Regions from separate parts of the Ovis aries genome. Here region 1 is linked to region 2. A link is a contact called in public Hi-C data. All regions are on one chromosome and are shown on one strand. The core of a region is the stretch at or near the end of the contact, and the rest is flanking DNA. Distances in the headings are between cores, read along the strand shown. Region 1 overlaps KIF24 (kinesin family member 24). Region 2 overlaps SPMIP6 (sperm microtubule inner protein 6).

Region 1 (3,178 bases), core at 631-3,130, 79 kb after region 2:
CTGCCTGCACAACCAGCAGCTTCATTTTTCACACAGGGTTGTCCTTCCTCCAAGAGGTTTCTCCTTCCAGGTATATTTATTACCTGGTCTTAACAATCCAGGCACCAGGGTTTCCCTGCCTTTATAGAGGACTTGCTAATTCATCCAAATTTGGAATCAAGATTTTGTCAGGCAAACGATGGGCATTTTTTCAGTTATATAGGCTTTCAGGTTTTTAAGTCTTTCTTACAGACATTTCATGTACTTATAGGTATCCATTCCCAAACTTCTAAAAAATCTGCTTCATGTTTTAATGCTGCCTTGGCTGTAACTGGTAGCAGAGGCCCACAGAGCAGAGCTTCCCTAAGATAAGTCTCAGTCATATGCCAGTGATAGAGACTTAGTCTATACACAGTGCCTCTCCTGCTCAAGTGCTCACAGCCCATCTTTAGTATTTGTGCTGGAAGCTTGGTGATTAAAGCCTGGATGGAGCTGGGTCCCAGCGCCATGTGTCCCTGAACACGTCTTACCTTTCTGAGCCTGAAACATGTGGATATAATATGATTGGGTTGGGTGATAGAGAAGGAAATGAGATAATGTACATATAATGCTTACTGTGATGCTAGTTGAATTTGTCATGTCTGTTATTCTTTTTTTTAAAAAAATATATTTATTTATTTGTCTGTATCTGGTCTTAGTTGTGGCATGAGGATCTTTAGTTATAGCATGTGACCTCTTAGTTGCGACATGTGGAATCTAGTTCCCTCAACAGAAATCAAACCCAGGCCCACTGAATTGGGAGCATTAAGTCTTAGCCACTGGACCATCAGGGAAGTCCTCACATCTATTAATCTTATTAATAAGTCCCCAAATATTTTCCATTGCCAGAGAATTCAACAGTTGTCTCTCCTTTCTATTATAGCAGGTCCCCATTTTACTACTCATATGACATGTTTGTCTAAAGGGTCTAGGTTAAGAAACTTTCCCAGTAGACTTTATAATGGAAGGAGGACTTTGAAAAGAAAGAGGTAGTGAGAGAAACGGGAGGCCTGTGATTTTTAAGGTGATGCATTAATTTTATTCTGTTTCCTGACTTGCCTTTCTCTCAAATAGATTGTCTCTTTTTGTTCTTTATCTTCTTCCTTTCCTTTTCCTTCTTTTTTAAAACTTTTAATTGTACTTGGGAGCCATGGAATCTCTTGTTGATCCATAAAGCTCTGTTTCTCCATAGATCTCTGATTATTTTACATTTTTTAAAAGAAATAGTTTATGTTTCGGAAGTTTACACAAATATGTTAGTTCTTTAGTATATATTTTTTAGTAACTTATGAAATTACCATTTTATAGGTAAGAAACTGAGGCCCTGAAAAGTTGAGTGATTTTCAAGAGTGCAGACAATCGTATTGTCAGAACTGGCATGTGAACCCAGACAGTTTAACTTCATATTTATGTTTGTAACTGCTACACTTGAGTTGTATGCCACTTACAAACTTTGTCTGATGATCTTTGCAGACTGCCTCATTTTCCTCCTCAGAGCTCAGCTGCTTTATTCCACAGTTTCTGAAAAACATGGTGATTACAGACTGCTACTGAGGCTGAGGTCTACTGGACCATAGACCAGAAATTGCCTCATGTCTTCCTAAAAGGCATTTAGTCAGGAAAGTTCGTGCCAACATGTTGGATTTTCTGAGATATACTCACAGGTACCTAGTACATCGTGGTGAATAAGGTGTACTGAAAAGTCAAACATAAAACTCTATAACAGTACCTCAGAAGGCAGTCTTTCTTAACTCCCCTGGGGATGAACCACAAGGCCACCCCCTGAGCTTCCTGTCAGTAACCACAGTTCCTGACTAGGTATGACCTTGAGGCCTCTCTGAGCTCTCATTAGATTCCAGCAGAAGTAGCATCATTGCTGCCATCATGTGGCAAAGGGTACCTGGCTTCTATCCCTAGCCTGACCATATGCTGCCTGTGTGACTTTGGATAATTAACTTCTCCTTTATCTATCAAGCATATCGCTTACACAGATCACAGATGTAGACATTTAAAAGATCTCTGGCATGTAAGAATTAAAGATTTTAAAATTTAAAAAATAAAAAAAATAATAAAAGATCTCTGTTTCTTCATGAAGTTTGTAAAAGGCTGTGTGTGTGTGTGTGTGTGTGTGTGTGTGTGTATCAAAAGAGCTGTGAGAACCCTGAAACTCTGGGAGGAGGAAATGCACCAGAATCTTTTTAACTCTGAAGTTATGGAAGATATATATTTTCATTTTTATATTTTTCCTATATTTTCTAAGTTTTCCACAGTAAGCTTGTCTTTCTAATGAAAAAAGAGAAGTTTAGTAAAAATAATACAGATTTAAAGTAATCCATCATCTTTGCATTATAATCTTTGAAAGTGTGAAATCAGAATGATAGGAATTCCCTGGCAGTCCACTGGTGAGAACTTGACACTTTTCACTCCCGTGGCTCCAAGTTCAATCGCTAGTCAGGGAACAAAGATTCTGCAAGCTTCATGGCATAGATAGAAAAGTAAACCAGATGGTTCAGTCATAGATCTGGTCTTAAGTGACCTAGCCAGCATCCAGCCTTATTTATCAGTATTTTGGGGGAGGATTTGTTGTTGTTGTTGTTTGGCACTTAACCACAACCGGTATAAGGGATACTACTATAACTCTTCTGATTTCTGATTAGCAGCAGCAAGCTGTCCATGCAGTTGATAATCCAGTTTTGTAAAGTAACAAGTTCTGCTCTTTACAAAAGGATTCATAAGGTAATCCCTTTAAACTTTCAGCAAGCTATTTATAAAATGAGTACATTTAAAATCTGGTTCTAAGATACAATTCTAAATCGCACAGGTAATCTTTAGAGACATAACTATCACTTAGGCCATGAAGAAATTTAATATTAGTTAATTTTTTTTAAGTACTTACCCCTGCTAGTTAAGGTATTTTATAAACTGTTGTTGAAGTTAGACTTCATCAACTTTTGAACTCTTAATTTGGAAATGGTAGCCATGTTCAATATGATAAAAATTAAAATTCTGAGAGATTGAGGAAAAATGAGATAGGACTTCCTTTAGTCTAGTTCACACTGCAAATAGATGAATTTATCACAAGTGTCCCCACAATGTAGTGGAAACCACATGGGCTTTGGAATCAGCCACACTAGGTGCTAGATGTAGAATTTGGTTCTGC
Region 2 (2,936 bases), core at 246-2,745:
CCAGCAAAGATGCCTGGGGCCTGGGATGGCACCCCCACCATCTGCCTCCCAAATCACAGGGTCTGACATTTCACCATTAGTTTCTCATCCCTTTCCCACCAAGGTTCCAAGGCCTTTTCCCACTTGTGACAATAGGGTTTATGTTTCCTAGGAAACAAGGGAGCTCAGGAGTGAAGCTGTGCTGGGCCCTTGCATCCCAATCTCTAGCAACTGGGTCTCCAGGGTCCTAATCTCTGGCTAGGCTGTGTGGAGACAGGGGCTGGTGTGAACTCCTTGACATGCTACCTTCCTGAAGCTTGCCACCTGGCCCCTCTCTAGTGGTCTGGCCAAGGAGTCAGTGATAAGCTGAGTCTACCTGCTCCTCTCTTCCCTCGTTTGTGATGATAACAAGGACAAAAGGAGGCAGAACAAGGCCATCCAGCAGAGCAGAGAGATTCAGGACAGTCTTCCAAGGACATAGGAAAGAGTCCGGACATGACCTCAGGCATCAAGAAAGAAGGAATATGAGAGGATTGCAGGCTAGAATAGGGGCTCTTAGCTGTAGGTTGATGGCTGACCTCAGGTTAACTGAACCCTTCTGAATTAGAACTTTCTCAAGAATCAGAATTTTTCACAAGATCCTTAAATGATTCTGATGGACAGGCAACAATGCAATATTTTAAAACTCCTTTTAGAGAGACACAGTGACACAGAGTCGGCTAGATTAAGGAGGGATCAAATCAAAGGCAAACGCGGAGACAGGGATGTCAGGGACCCAGGTCCAGACCGGGTCCACCTACAGCTCCACTTCCCCCACCCCCATGCCCACCCCCCAGGGAGGCGGAATAAACTGCGTTGCCCGGAGACAACCCCAAACACTCAGAGCGCAGAAGAGTAGAAGGCGCGGCCTGGGATTAGTCTGGGTGTTCTGGGAGAACCCACCAAGGGAGGAATTCTTCCGGGTCAGAACTTGAGGTAGCGTTTGTGCCACTTCCAGGAGGCCGGGATGGAGACAGTGGTTCGAGGAATGCCCTTGGTGTATCCTCCTAAACCGGAGAGACTCAATGCCTACGGTAACAGATGGAGGGAAAGCGGTGGGAAGTGGGTAGACCAGAAGGCCGGAGGGATGGAGCCTCGAAGTATAGAACAAATGTTGGGGGCCTTGAAGAGGTTGTAACCCTGTTTCGGTTTGTGTCTCCATCTCTTCCTGTCTCTGACCTCCTCTCTGGCCGTTCCTATGACTTTGTGTCTGGGTCTTCTGGGCTCGGGGCTCGCGGGCTCAGAGCGCGAGGTAGTGGTGAACATGCTGAACTCGCTGTCACGAAACCAGCCGCTGCCGCAGATCACGCCCCGCTGCGGGTGTGTGGACCCGCTGCCGGGCCGCCTGCCCTTTCAGGGATATGAGAGCGCTTGCTCCGGCCGCCACTATTGTCTGCGTGGGATGGACTACTCCGTCTCCGGGCCACCCTGCACGGAACGCCGCCTGCGGCCTTTATGCACAGAGCTGCCTACTGTAAGGTTCGCAGGGCCGCGCCGTCGCCGGGCCCCGCCCCCAAACAAGCCCCGCCCCCAGAGCCCAGCCCTACCCCGCCCCGCCTCCCCTGCGGGCTTGGCATCCCGCGCCACTTCTAGCTCTGCCTGGCGTCTGTGTCAGACCCCACTCCGCCTCCAGCCCGCGCGGTCCCCTTACTGGGCGCCTCCCTGTCCCTTCCTCGGGCCTCATGGCCTGAGCAGACTGCTGAGGCTAGAGACCTGAACCAGCTAGGCTCAAGGTCCACCTGGCTCTTGTTTGTCTTCTGGAGGCTCCGCTGGAGAGCTTCTTGGAGGAACAAATCCCGCGCACCAATTTCATCCCGTTCCCTCGCTCGCTGGCCCTGCCCCCAACCTGGCCACCAGGCCCTGGAGACGCAGGTTCTAGCTTGCGGAGCACCACGTGTCCTCAGAATAGTGTCCCCTATTCCTGGGCCTCGTGGTTGGTACATCGGCAGGGTTATCGTTGGGTTCTGAGAGGGCAAGGAAATGGTGACCGCGTGGGTAACAGAAGGGTCCTGGCCTCCTCGGAGCCCCGTACCACCTCTGGAGATAGACAGCCTCGCGTGTTATTGTGGAGGAAACTGAGGCTCGGGCGCTCAGCAGAAGCTCAGATTGCCATCAATCTCCCTGCACCTGGCGTTAGACAAGGCGGGCTGAGCCTGCGAGAACTCCAACATCCGCGTCTGCCTAGAGAACTGCGAAAGGGGGAGGGGGTCCTGAACACTGTCCCTAACCCTGTGGGGACACCCCGTCCCTCCCCAGGCTGAGAGAGCCTGATGTATTGAGTGAAACTGGGTCTTATCACTCACAAGGGTATGGAGGAGGGAGAAAGTGCTTAAGCCTCAGAAAATCGCCTCCTCGATAAGCGAGGATCCAGGATCCTCAATGACTGGACCCCCAACCCTCCCCAGAGTACAGCGTTCTCCGTGGCCAGCCTGGGCGGCAGAAACCCGGCCTTGTGGGGAGAGGGACTTTCAGGTGTCTTCCCGGAGGCAATACTTCGAGATCTTGAAGGGTCAGGAGGCTGGAGGGGAGGATCTCCGAGCCGTAGGACAGATACCTGAACAGACCAAGACACGCTGCTCAGGGTCTTGGTCTGGGCTGGGGTGTGGAGAGAAATCAAAAGGCCCAACTCCTTCCTGCCCACCGTTTCTTCCTTCAGGAGTGTGTCTCCCTGCGAGCACCGACCCGGAATGCAATGTGCTGTTATAACTCCCCAGCCGTCGTACTACCCCTGTCCGAACCTTAGGTAAGTCTGGCGCACACACATGCAAAATCGCAACCACAAAAGGAGCTGTAACCTTGAGTGGCTGGGGACCCAGGAACTAGCTGGGGTGAGAACTGTTCGCTGTAATGCACCGACGGGAAAATGACACAAGGGGGCGCTAGTGCCATGGGGAAGTCAAATTGGCAACTAAATGAGA

What was found. Hi-C and Micro-C count contacts between places; a contact is called where the count stands out from the background.
Region 1: a Hi-C map of blood shows a contact between it and region 2, with 4 times the contacts expected there. The contact joins two enhancer-like sites. A contact is called at or near these places in 5 of 16 Hi-C or Micro-C datasets (blood and hypothalamus).

The regions. Positions count from the first base shown.
Region 1 is chr2:37,258,856-37,262,033 of ARS-UI_Ramb_v3.0, forward strand. All of the region lies in intron 7 of KIF24 (kinesin family member 24), which reads left to right. Among named protein-coding and RNA genes, the nearest start is that of KIF24, 50 kb to the left of the region's middle. Within about 2 kb of position 1,881, at least 4 of the 54 cell types and tissues checked have an H3K27ac peak or open chromatin away from gene starts, as enhancers often do.
Region 2 is chr2:37,180,681-37,183,616 of ARS-UI_Ramb_v3.0, forward strand. SPMIP6 (sperm microtubule inner protein 6) reads left to right here. Exons shown (of 5, transcript XM_060410870.1): 2 at 977-1,052; 3 at 1,263-1,497; 4 at 2,675-2,761. Among named protein-coding and RNA genes, the nearest start is that of SPMIP6, 14 kb to the left of the region's middle. Within about 2 kb of position 1,496, at least 19 of the 54 cell types and tissues checked have an H3K27ac peak or open chromatin away from gene starts, as enhancers often do.